Linked DNA regions of Mus musculus: region 2 is linked to region 1. The links are chromatin contacts, called in public HiChIP or PLAC-seq maps. All regions are on one chromosome and are shown on one strand. Each heading gives the region's core, a stretch centred on a gene start, on an enhancer-like site or on the middle of the called end of the contact. The rest is flanking DNA. Distances are from core to core; before and after follow the strand shown.

What was found. HiChIP or PLAC-seq counts read pairs in DNA pulled down with a chosen protein or histone mark.
Region 2: a contact with region 1 is called in an H3K4me3 HiChIP or PLAC-seq map of the 230-238 cell line, with 21 read pairs. The contact joins two enhancer-like sites. A contact is called at or near these places in 5 of 39 promoter capture datasets (the 3T3-L1 cell line, 3T3-L1-derived adipocytes, the HPC-7 cell line and 2 more), 2 of 15 datasets of contacts at CTCF or cohesin (large pre-B cells and pro-B cells), 100 of 484 Hi-C or Micro-C datasets (the AML12 cell line, the AtT-20 cell line, B cells and 59 more), 9 of 115 datasets of contacts at active chromatin or transcription factors (the 230-238 cell line, bone marrow-derived dendritic cells, embryonic stem cells and 6 more) and 1 of 9 other capture datasets (embryonic stem cells).

Annotation. Positions count from the first base shown.
Region 1 is chr9:77,613,161-77,618,757 of GRCm38.p6, reverse strand. No RefSeq gene overlaps it. Among named protein-coding and RNA genes, the nearest start is that of Klhl31, 21 kb to the left of the region's middle. Within about 2 kb of position 2,712, at least 19 of the 459 cell types and tissues checked have an H3K27ac peak or open chromatin away from gene starts, as enhancers often do. A contact at or near this core is called in the 230-238 cell line, centroblasts, centrocytes and 1 more, where this site is marked.
Region 2 is chr9:77,780,127-77,786,105 of GRCm38.p6, reverse strand. It overlaps Gclc (glutamate-cysteine ligase, catalytic subunit), which reads right to left. Exons shown (of 16, transcript NM_010295.2): 5 at 4,964-5,022; 6 at 4,739-4,872; 7 at 698-772; 8 at 240-356. Among named protein-coding and RNA genes, the nearest start is that of Gclc, 29 kb to the right of the region's middle. Within about 2 kb of position 2,570, at least 28 of the 459 cell types and tissues checked have an H3K27ac peak or open chromatin away from gene starts, as enhancers often do. A contact at or near this core is called in the 230-238 cell line, centroblasts, centrocytes and 1 more, where this site is marked.

The sequences.
Region 1 (5,597 bases), core at 1,463-3,962:
TATACTAACAAAACTACTGGAAAGGATTATGAAAATAGTATTTAATTAAATGAATCAATTAAACAAGATACCTCTAGAGATCTTGCTGTTTACAGATCTGTTTGGGAGTCACAAATCACTGTCTGGGCAACCGTGTTAAGCAATGTGATCTTGCAACATTGCAGTTTGGACAGGGTGATGCTTATGCCTGCAAGTGATACAGTCATATAATATCCTCATGTGGTATGATGCATTATTAGCTTCCAGACGTGCAAATCTGACTCTCAAATGTTGTTTCAGTGTGTTTCCATGCAGTGTTAGGATTGACCCAGGGCTATCAGCAAACATACTAAAGCAAACACAGCCTTGTTAATGTCAGAGGACTCAACAGGGTTTATAGATAGTGCTAAATTACCCCAAAGATTCAGGAACATGCGTCCTGCCTGCTTCCAATATGAATCTAACTAGGGAGCAGGATAGATTAACTTTTATGCATGTTTCCTTATTTATGTACTGGAGATAATGATAGTATTACCCCATCAGGCTCTTTAGAGGGTACACAAATCAATTTTCTCATGTAATAATATTGGGACTTACCGCCTGTAACTGAGCAGGATCTAACTCTTTATCTCCTCTTGACCTAAGTGTCCTTGTGTTGGTGAAACCATGCATCTTTCTTCCTGTGACCTGAACACAGCCATGCAATTCTCTGCTTCCATGCTTCCAAGTCTCCCTACCAGGTCCTCTCTGTACACACCAAATTCTCTCCACTATCAAGCGCTTGTTGGGATACCTCCAAGGCACCACACACACACATACACACACACACACACACACACACTCCCAGGCGTGGTCATTGGTCCTTTGGAATAACTCCCATGTCGTTATTATCTGCTCCTCTCCTTCAGCACTTCATCCTGCTTATGCTATAAGTACAGCTTCTGTTTTCTGGGCCGCTTTGTGAGCCCTGTCGGGGGAGGGTCATGTTCTAGTCACACCGTACTCCTGGTTGCTTGTCCCCAGATGTTGCTTCATAAACATTTCATGAGAAATGTGGTGTTAGCCTTGAAGGTTTTAAAGTAGCTAAAAGAGTGATAAAAACTGACATTATGGATTGACTTAAGCAACACTGATATAATAAACACTACTGTTTTTCAACAATATAAGTAATTATTACATTTCTATACAGTATTGTTCAGAGTAGTAGAAGGATGGAAACATCAGTAAATATATAATTTATTTAAGTTTTTGGCACAATGTCTTTTTATGTAGCCCATGTTGGCTGACTTTGCTATGTAGCCAAGGCCTGGCCCTCAGCCTTCTGCATGCTCTGACTGTGGGCCTGGGCCACCACTCTCAGTCTAGTAAACTGTCTTTAGTTTCTCTTCTGGTCATCCCTACTTATAGTTCATGACAAGCATTGTCTAAAAATATTCACTACAGGTACTCCTGAATGGATGATCTGACCTAGAACAGATGGTGGCTCTCAGGAGGGGGACAGTAAGTAGAAAGCAAGATTTTTACTCTGCCCGACACACCCAGAGTAACTAACAAGACCACAAACCTGACAGTGCTTTCACTGATCCCTGCTGAGAACACACCAAGATGAAGGTGTGAAGTAAGGAACTGGCAATAAACTCAGGAAAGACGCACTACACTTGAACTGTGCATCTGGTACCTCCGTGTTCTTCAGGGAAGACTACAACCTTAAGTCAGGGCCTTTAGCTCACTGCTCCAAATCAACATCACAATCAGTGTGAGATCACCAACAGCGAGGAGACACATGGATGAGTTCAGCATTTGAAAAGCCAGCCCCTGACATCACTGAGGGGTGAGTCTAAGGTATTTTAATATAACCTGAGGTCACATTATGTAAAACAGATTCTCAACGCTTGAGTTACTCTTGGGGAGAAATGTGGTGAGCTTAAAGACTTTTAAGCTGAGGTTAAAAATTAGCTTAGCATGGACTCTGACAAGATGTTCCTATCACTTATAAAGCAAGAAGCCATGAAGACTTATCTTCCTGACTCCAGAGCCGCTACTTCCCTCTATTCTGCAACTTAGAAACTCAAGCTGGGGTGTGCGGGTGTGGTATACAGACACAGGTAGCTGAATTGAATTCACACAAGGGAAACATAGGCTGCCTCCCATTCTCCTCTGCAGCCTTCTATCTAACTGGTATTTAAGTTTAATCCACCGAGTCTCCGACTAGAAAAGAAGAAATAAACTTTTTGATTTTTGGATATCCCTGAGGGCCTTGGTAACTATTTCTCTTCTTGTTTTCCTAACGGTGTGGTGTCCTTCACCAGGTTGTTGGCAGGATGAGGTAAAAGTTCTTTAAAATCTTACTGCTGCATAAAATAGTAAATAAAATAGAAAGACATTAAGGTTTTATTTCCTGTCACTCTGGCTGACCCTGCGAACTCCTTAAGAATTCAACCAGCCCTTGAATTCTCTGTGAGGGAAGTCAGGACTATGCAGAAATAAATTCTTCATTTTATTGTCATTGGGATGATCCCTAAACACAGTGCCCTCTTGGCACCCTCTGAGGTCACCTGCTAAGAGCTGTGTAAGAACAGTTCTGAGCTGGTCTCCGAGTCTCTCAAATATATGGGTTTTGTTTTATTTTTCAGGTTCAGATGCACTAAACAGCAGCTCTTGCACCTGTTCTATTGGCCCTGCCCAAAGGAAGGCCACTCTAAAAATAGATCTGAGGGAACAAATGGTTTGCATGGTTGACTATTTTGAGGTACCAAGGGAGAAGGAGTCAAAGCTGAAGTGTATTAGCAAGGGGAATAAGTAGTGTAAGAACTGTGGAGACGTTTGGGGGTTAAATTCATGGCTGTGTGTCACCATAGAGACTGGGCTAAACATGCAAGATCGCCAGTAACCCGATGGCTTAAATGTAGCTTTCTTGGGTGGTTTTACATACAGCAAAGTTCTCAGTATCTGAGGGACACAATTTAAATCTCTTTCAGAATAGACCAGAGTTTTAAAAATAGGGTCAGTGTCCAAGTTTTTGGACTCACCTGAAAACATTTGGTTCCTGAGACTCTGTTGATTAGCACAGTACAATCTGACTCCTAGCCCAGGCTGTAATACAACCCTGGCTGTGTTTATGAGCCCACAATCCAATGTCTTACCTAGGAGTTTCCACCTTCAGTGGGCTCTAATGGCTTCCCTTTTGCTTGGTAGCTGGTATGAACTAAATAAGAGGGAATTAAATTGATGCCAGTCGAACACAATCCCTATGAGTGGAACTCCCCAGTGCTCATATATTTTTTTCAGCTTTAATGAATTCATTTTAAGGTTTTGTGCAAGCATATATTATATGTTGAGCACATTCCTTTCTAAATTTCCTGTTTCAGTCACTCTTCTATTGCTGGGAAGAGACACCATGACCAAGGACCAAGGAAACTATTATAAAAGAAAGCATTTAATAGGGGCCTTGCTTACAGTATCAGAGGTTTAACGCATTATCATCATAGAGGGAAGCATGGTGGCATGCACTGTGCTAGAGCAGCAGCCGAGAGCTGTAACCTGATTGGTTTTGTGTGTGTGTGTGTGTGTGTGTGTGTGTGCATGTATGTAAGAGAGAGACAGAGACATACAGAGATAGAGACAGAAATAGAGACAGATAGACAGACAGGCTCTGGGCTTTTGGAACCTCAAAGCCCACCCCTGGTCACACCCTTCCTTCAACAAGGCCACATCTCCCAATCCTTCTAATCCTTTCAAATAGTGTCAAGCTCTGTTGACAAAGTTTTCAAATATTTAAGCCTATGGGGGGGGGCATTCCTTTTCAAACCTCCACATCCTCTAACCCAGGTCCCCTCTCCACTTCCCACTAGTCCCTTTGTATCCTTTGATAAGTTTAGTTCTATATTTATGTCTTATAAACATACATAATTTTATTTATCAGGACTGGAGAAGTGGCTTAGCAATTAAAAGCACTGTTGTTGTTGGTTTTTTTCCAGAAGATTTGAGTTCAGTTTCCAGCACCTGTGTGGTGGCTCACAACAGTCTGTAACTTCAGTTCCAGGAGATCTGATGTCCTCTCCTGACCTCTGAATACATTTGAATTCTTGAGGTGCACAGACATGCTTATAGGCAAAAGACATATACATAAACTAAAAGTAAATAAATCTTAAAAGCAATTTTAAAAACATGAACACATACATACATAATCTTAGAAATCACAAATGAGAGAAAAATGTTCATTTGTCTTTAGGAGCCTGGCTCAATTCACTTAGTATGATTATCTGCAGCTTGTCCATTTTTTTATGGACACGTAGAATTCCATTGCATAAAATACTTGCTTTGGCTTATTCCTCTGTTGTTAGGCAGTTGGTTTAGTTCCATAATTTAGCCATTATGAAGAGTCCTTCAATAAACATCAACGTGAGTATCTTTGTGATGTGCCCATTTGGAATCCTTCAGATAAATACTCAGGGGCCATGCAACTGGGTCCTGCAGAACTATTTTTCGTGCTTTGAGAACCCTCCATAGTGAGTTCCATAGTGGTTGAACTTGGTTGCTTTTCCACCAGAAGTGTATAACGGAATCTCTTGTCCATATCCTCACCATCATTTTTTCTTATTTGTTTTCTTGGTGAATACCATTTTGACTGGGGTAAAATCAAGTTTTAATGTAGTTTCAATTTGCATTTCTCTGATGGCCTAGTGAAGCTGGACATTTTCCCATATACTTATTGGCCATTTATAGTCCACCTTTGGAGCGTGGTCTGCACATTTCATTAGCCATTTTATTTATTGTTTAGTTTTTTGGTTTTAGTTCTTCGTATATTCTAGAAATTAATTCCTTATCAGATCTACAGTGAGCACAGACTTTCCTCCCTCTCTCTAGGTTGTCTCTTCAACTGCTTCTGTTGTTGTTGTACAGCAGTTTTTAAGTTTCACGGGTCCTACTTGTCAATTTCCGTTCATATTACACTCATTACTTCCTTTAATCTCCTTTTGATACAAAATGTCAGAAGCAGTAGTAGCATAAAAGTATACAAATGGAAAATATACATATATTTTCCACTATAAAAGAAAAAAAAAGCTGTGGGTGGGGGAGCAGCTGGTGAGATGGTTCAGTGATTAAGACCACTGGCCGCTCTTCAGTTACCACAGGGCACTTCACAACCATCTGTAACTCCAGTCCGAAAGGATCCAATGCTCTCTTCTGGTCTCTACAGGCACCAAGCATGCATATGGTACACAGACATACATGCAGGCAAAACACCCAAGGCTGTGTGTATCTATGTAAGCATCTTTATGTACCGAAATATCTTTACTAAACAGAATCATTCCAAGCATAAGGGTTGGTTGGCAACATGTTTTGTTTTGTTTCACTTTAGGGCACCAGACTTGCCAAAGGAAAATACAGAATTCCCAGTTAAAATTTTAATTGCAGATAAAGAATAGGTTTTTATAACAGAAAATGCACCAAATACCCCAAGATATATTTATTCTAAACAATCACTCTCTATTTGTGATTATTAATCTACACTTTAATTTGATTATATTTCTTTTGTGTGCTAAGTAAAAGGTCTCTGTTTAAATGCAAGTCCAGATGTCTCCTGAAAACTCAGAGTCCTTTGTAGGATGTACTCG
Region 2 (5,979 bases), core at 1,321-3,820, 170 kb before region 1:
TTAAAGGAAGCTATATCTAATGCAGATTTCTAGACTTCCCACCCAAACCAAGTACCTTCCTCCTGTGTACCCACTTAAAACAAAGCCGGCTCACTACCTGTATTCTCTTCCCTGATGTGGACACCCAGAGGGTAAACATCTAAGGAGACTTCAAAATGCCAAGGGGTTACAATATACACAGGTCCCCGGTGTGATGCAAAAGATCTATTAGGGTTAAAGAAAAAAAAATCATTCCTTACCTCCAGGCCTCTCTCCTCCCGTGTTCTATCATCTACAGAGGCAGAAATCACTCCCCAGCGACAATCAATGTCTGACACGTAGCCTCGGTAAAATGGAGATGCAGCACTCAAAGCCATCTAAAGACAAAACAGCAAGTGAAGGGTCAACGTGCTGCGTACACAGAGAAGGCTCCACCCACTCACCATCCTTGATGTTCCACTCATGTACTCCCAGCTACTGTCTTATAAATAGAATGTACAAGAAAGAACTCCAAGTCTGTACTCACTAAACTCATCCCTTCTATAGCACCAGGACATACTGGCAGACAGAGAAAGAATGGTCGTACTCAAATATAGTACTAGCAACAATAAGCAACTATTGCTCTTCTCCTCAGTGCTCCTTCTATATGTTCATTAAATCGCACATGGTCTTATTTTCTACAAAGACGCATTTAAAGAGAGACATACTTTCTACTTACAACAATTGGGCAGATAGTGGCCAGCTGATCATAAAGGTATCTTGCCTCAGATATGCTGCAGGCTTGGAATGTCACCTGTTTGAGAACAGAAATTATTAAAACAACGAAAGTCATTATCAGGCCCACAAGCAGTAAGTCTGAGAAGGACGGTGGATAGAGAAAAGAAGGTGGTCACGTCACAGATGCAAAGGCTTCAGGTATGGCTTACAAGTTGTCTTGGGTAAATGTCTGTACTCATGTCCCACAACTCATAAACACACCAGTGAAAGCCAAAACCACTGTCAAGCCAGGAAAGAGAAGAGAGACTTGCAAAAGGCAGCAGAGCTTTGGTCTCTTGTTGGCTTCCAGTAGCAGCGGGCTTACATGCATTTTGGTATAAAGACGGGTCTGGAGGGCTGTATTTGGTCTATTTCCAAGCACGGCAGAGTGGGGTGAGGTTGTTGGGGATGTGGAAGGTGGCAAGGCCAGAAGGGACTAGAGTAAAATCACTGGTCTGAGAAGGAGAAAGCTCAGGGCTAGAAGAAGGGGCATGCCAGAGTTGAAGAGGTGGGCTCTGGGGACCTGGGGACAGAGCATGAGGGAGACTTCTGTTGGGTGTTCCTAGGGCATAGAGGAAGAAGAGGTACAGGTGCTGTGACATGCGGGTTAATGGATGTTAGGGGATGAAAAGTCCTGGAAACAGCTAGGTTTCCAAGGCTCTGGACTTCAGAAGGAAAAAAAAAAAATCAGTGTCGGAGTGTCTATTCTGACAATGCCCCAAATTCAGTAAGATTACCTAGGAAGCCTCACAAGGGGAAAGTAGGCACCAGAAAATTATAGGAAAATCACATTGGTTAACGCAAATCCTCTACAATAATAACCCCAAAGAAACAAAGTTTTGCGTTTCTTCACAGGGAAGAGTGGCAGTGGTGGTCAAGGAGCACAGTTTGTGAAAACAGCACAACTATTATAAGCACAAGTTGAAAACAATTTTACCTTCCTCCATTATGGCCATTCAATAATGACAGTTTGAGTTTGGTGCTGATGCAGGAAATAATTGATGTGCTGATGAAAGCACTGTTACGACTCTCAGTGTTATTGTTATGACTCTTAGTTCCAGCGGTTTAACTGTCTCTCTCAACTGTCCCTTATATCATCAAACAAGTTCCATGGGGGACATCTGCTGAATTATATACGGCAACTGACTTCTGAAACAATCATTTAAATAACTTGGTGTTCTGATCTTCCTGTAGTTTCCATGGTAATGCTAAAGTGAGTAACACATTAAGTAATGAGATTTACTAGTCACTACAGATTAAGATAATGTGAAGCTATGTTGTAGCCATTAAGGAAAAAAAAAAAATCAAATGTTACAGTAAAAATTGAGGAGAGCTGGAGATAAGGTCTCTAAGGACATGAGACCATCAAACAATGTGAGGCCAGGGAGAGAGCGGAGGAGCTAAAGTGTTTGCCTTGTTAGCACTAAGACCTGACTTTGATTCCCTAGAACCCCCACCAAAAGCTGGGTGTGGTGTATGTGTTTATAGTCGTGGGGCCAGAGAGGCAAAGACAGGCAGATTTCTAGGGCTCGTTAGCTCTAGGCCAATGAGTGACCCTTATGGACAGTGCTTGAGGAACGGCAGCTGAGGTTGGCCTCTGGTCTCTGCATGCATGTGCACACTTTATGGAGTAAGGATTCAGTGTGGAATGGAGCAGGATAGGCAGAGTACTGCTCACTGTCTGTGGTCCTATCACCAGGATTCTGTCTTGATGTTTTCTGTCCCAAGAATGTGGGGCAGTGTTTATTACCTATTTACTAAATTGACAGAAGGTCATGAAGGAAAGAGGATGCTGAGATGTAAGACAGTCACGTGTTTCTGGGTGTTGTGACGCAGACAGAGTCTGTTGGACATGTGTTTCTTAGATCTATGTCTGTCCTGTGACTGTTAGGCATGTTCCTGTGCATTACTCTTTAGTTTTGCAAAGATACTGCAGTGACAACTTTTCTAGGATGGTGTCTTTCCTTGGTAGCTTGGGACAGAGTAGGATTCGTAGGTACATCCTGAAAAACCCAGCTTTAGAAAACTCTATGAAGAGGAGGGACTGGGATTTCCAAGTTGCAGTGTAACAACAGTTATCGTAAGTAGATTTCCTAACTGCCTTCCTGTCTCTAGAGCCGAAACACTCTGCGCATCAAGTCAAGCGGAACGCCACGCTAAACGGTGACTTTCATAAACAGTGACTTTGGTGGGGAAAGCAAAACCAAGGAGCTCTGACCCCTGACAAAGGCATAGCACGGGAAGGCTGGCTTCTGTTGCCCTCCTAAGAGATCCCACGGGAGGAGACGTCACTAGGACACTGACAGGAGGGAAGGAGGACCTGTGAAACACGGAGATGAGAAACCAAACCCGACACTTACCTAGAATCTGGTTTTGAAACCACATAATTCTCTTAAGTAGAAAAAAGGAGGAGGAAAAAAAATCCATAGCAGGCCATGGCCTTTTTCTGAAGTGTAAAGATTTACTTCTCTGAGATGGTCTGGATATGGAACCCACACTGGCCTGAGCTCACACTCCCTCTGTAGCACTGGGATGCCAGGCAAGCACTATAGCACTCAGCAAGCTCACAAACTTGGAGGAGTTTTGTTTTGTCCAGTTAAGTCTACTATTAACTAAAAAAGTACTTACCATTTCTTTTTGTGCTTTTCTATAATAAATACTTCTTTCAGGTCCCAGTCAGAAGATATAAGGCAGGGACTTTTGTAGCTACTTCTGAGTTCATCTCATTGTGTCACTACAACCTTTTGAAGTGGGATACTGTAACTGGTTATGTTGGGGGAAGTACTAAACTCATACCTTAAATAGATTAGACAACTGTGTCTTTACATGAAAATGCTTGTCCCCACCAGTAGGACTCACTTATTTGCATAAATCAAGTGTCTCAAGCGAGACTGTCACTTTGTGCAACCCTGAAAGACCCTGGTTCAATATTAAGCCAAGGAAGGGCTGGGTTCCAAGAACACTCCCAGAATACTGAAGCCACACATTTTAAGTGCTGCAGCTTAATGATTAATTCCAGAAATGTTTGTACTTAAGATAAGAAAGCGGGTAACACAGTCAAAAGTCAGCCTTGTTTTAAATGATGTGTGACCGTTCTTAAGGGAACATTCTGGCGTCTGTTTGGAGGCTACATATCTGATTCTACTTAAATATGCAAAGGAAACAAAATACCTTTTCATGCTATAGAAACATGTAGCATGGGAAAGTCTGACTTGGGTATTAAATCTAAATTATCTGTACTTTCAAAAATAACAGTTGGGAGGCTAATGTGACAACTGTGTGTACAGCTGCAGCCCTAAGAAAAGAATGCTGAGTTTTGTGCCCTTTGTGCTGTGGCTACAGTCAGTTTAACTAAGTAAGCCAGCTCAGCATGGAGGCAGCAAGGGCAGAGACGACCACGGGCCTGTGTGGGCTGGGAGACTGCACTCCCCACTCTGCTCCTGAGGGAGCCTGGTGCAGTCACTGTTGGAGGCCATCAGTTATTTGATTAGTCCCAGCAAAAATTTTAACTGTTCGAACAGAGAAATACTATTGTATCTCTAGTGTAATTTAGCCAGGGGCAAGGCAAAGACTGTTAAATATTTATTCCTTTTAAACCACGAGGTAGCTTTGCACAAGAATAAAAATTTAAATGCCAAACAACCTTTGCCCTTGGATCATAAAGTCACTGGATTCTCTCACCAGAGGTCATTTTCAGAAATAGAGATCTGAGCCTTGTATAATATCCTCAAAGGCTGTCACTAGATGGCGGTAAAAAATCAGGCATCTAAAAAGGGCATTCACCAACATCTGTTTACCAATAGATACCAAGTTTAGTAACAACCACACACCTCTGTGGTAAACTGTGAATTTTCAGTCAAAAGACAGCTACAAAAGACTTTACTAAAGCAACATCATTTTTCAGAAGGTAAGCTATCTTTCGAATCAGATTAGAAGGTGACTTTAAACCAGACACATGCATAGTGAAGAGGACATTTAAGTCTCCATACAACACAGGCAATACCTGGAGACAGCAGTTGCCCATCCCGAATCCCATGGCATCCATGTAGATATGGTCTGGCTGAGAAGCCTTTGATGCCTCCGCATCTTCTGGAAATGTTTCTACAAATGGAGATGGTGTATTCTTGTCCTTGAATACTGCATTATTAATGAAAAGAAGAGGAGCTGAGAATCAAGGCTGCCGGTTGGACTATGCTGCCCCAGCCCCAGCCCAGCCCCACCCACTTACTTGGCACATTGATGACAACCTTTTCTCCTCTCCGATGCCGGATGTTTCTTGTTAGAGTACTACAGCAAGCAAACAAAAGGACAGGTCACCCAACAACTGCCACATTAGAATCTGAGCACATCGAACTGAATGGAACTGAATCCTACCGCAAACTAAAAATCCGAGACTGGCTCATGGCACGTGACATGCTACCCTAAGGGTTTCCTGAAAGGGGACTGGTGAGCAGCAGTTCCTGCGCTCTGCCTGGGGACCACCCCTTCTTGCTCACCTAGTCAGCACAGGTGTTCATGGCAACCACAGTCCAGCTAATTCTAACATTACTCATGAAAATTCCAATGATTTTAGTCAAATTTAAGAACTTAGGTTTTGGTTATCACTGAAGTCTCAAAATCACTTGCTTCAGCCCCCGATCCAAAACACAGACTGATTCTTACCTGATGCGCACATTATGGCCACCGACACTTGCAGTCACTGGTCCTAATTCAAACTCACAATTTTAACAGCACAAAGAGAGGAAAAAAAATTCCTCTCAGATTTTTGAACTGACTCTAAATTGCAGCAACACTTTAGATAGATGAGGTTTGATAAATTATGAAACCAAGGTTCACTTATTTTATGTTATATGACTCCTGCTTTGATCCCTCAGTCAGGACACGAGGACCTCCTGTGCTGGCCTTTCCCGTGAGGGATTCTGGGTAGCTTTTATAATCATCATGATCCATCTTTGCAGCAGCTCAGTGTTTTCTTTTTAACACACGCAATAATGGCTCTTTAATCCCAGTACTAGAGAGAGAGGTAGGAGGATCTTTGTGAGTTTGAGGTCAACCTAGTCTATACAGCGAGTTCCTGTATAGCCAAGCTTCCTAGACAGACCCTGCCATGAGTAAGTAAACAAACAAGCAAGCAAGCAAATGAATGAATGAAGGAACAAACAACAACCCCTGCCTCAAATAAACAAATGAATGAACAAGTCAGTCAGTCAGTCAGTCAGTCAGTCAGTCGATCTCTGTCTATCC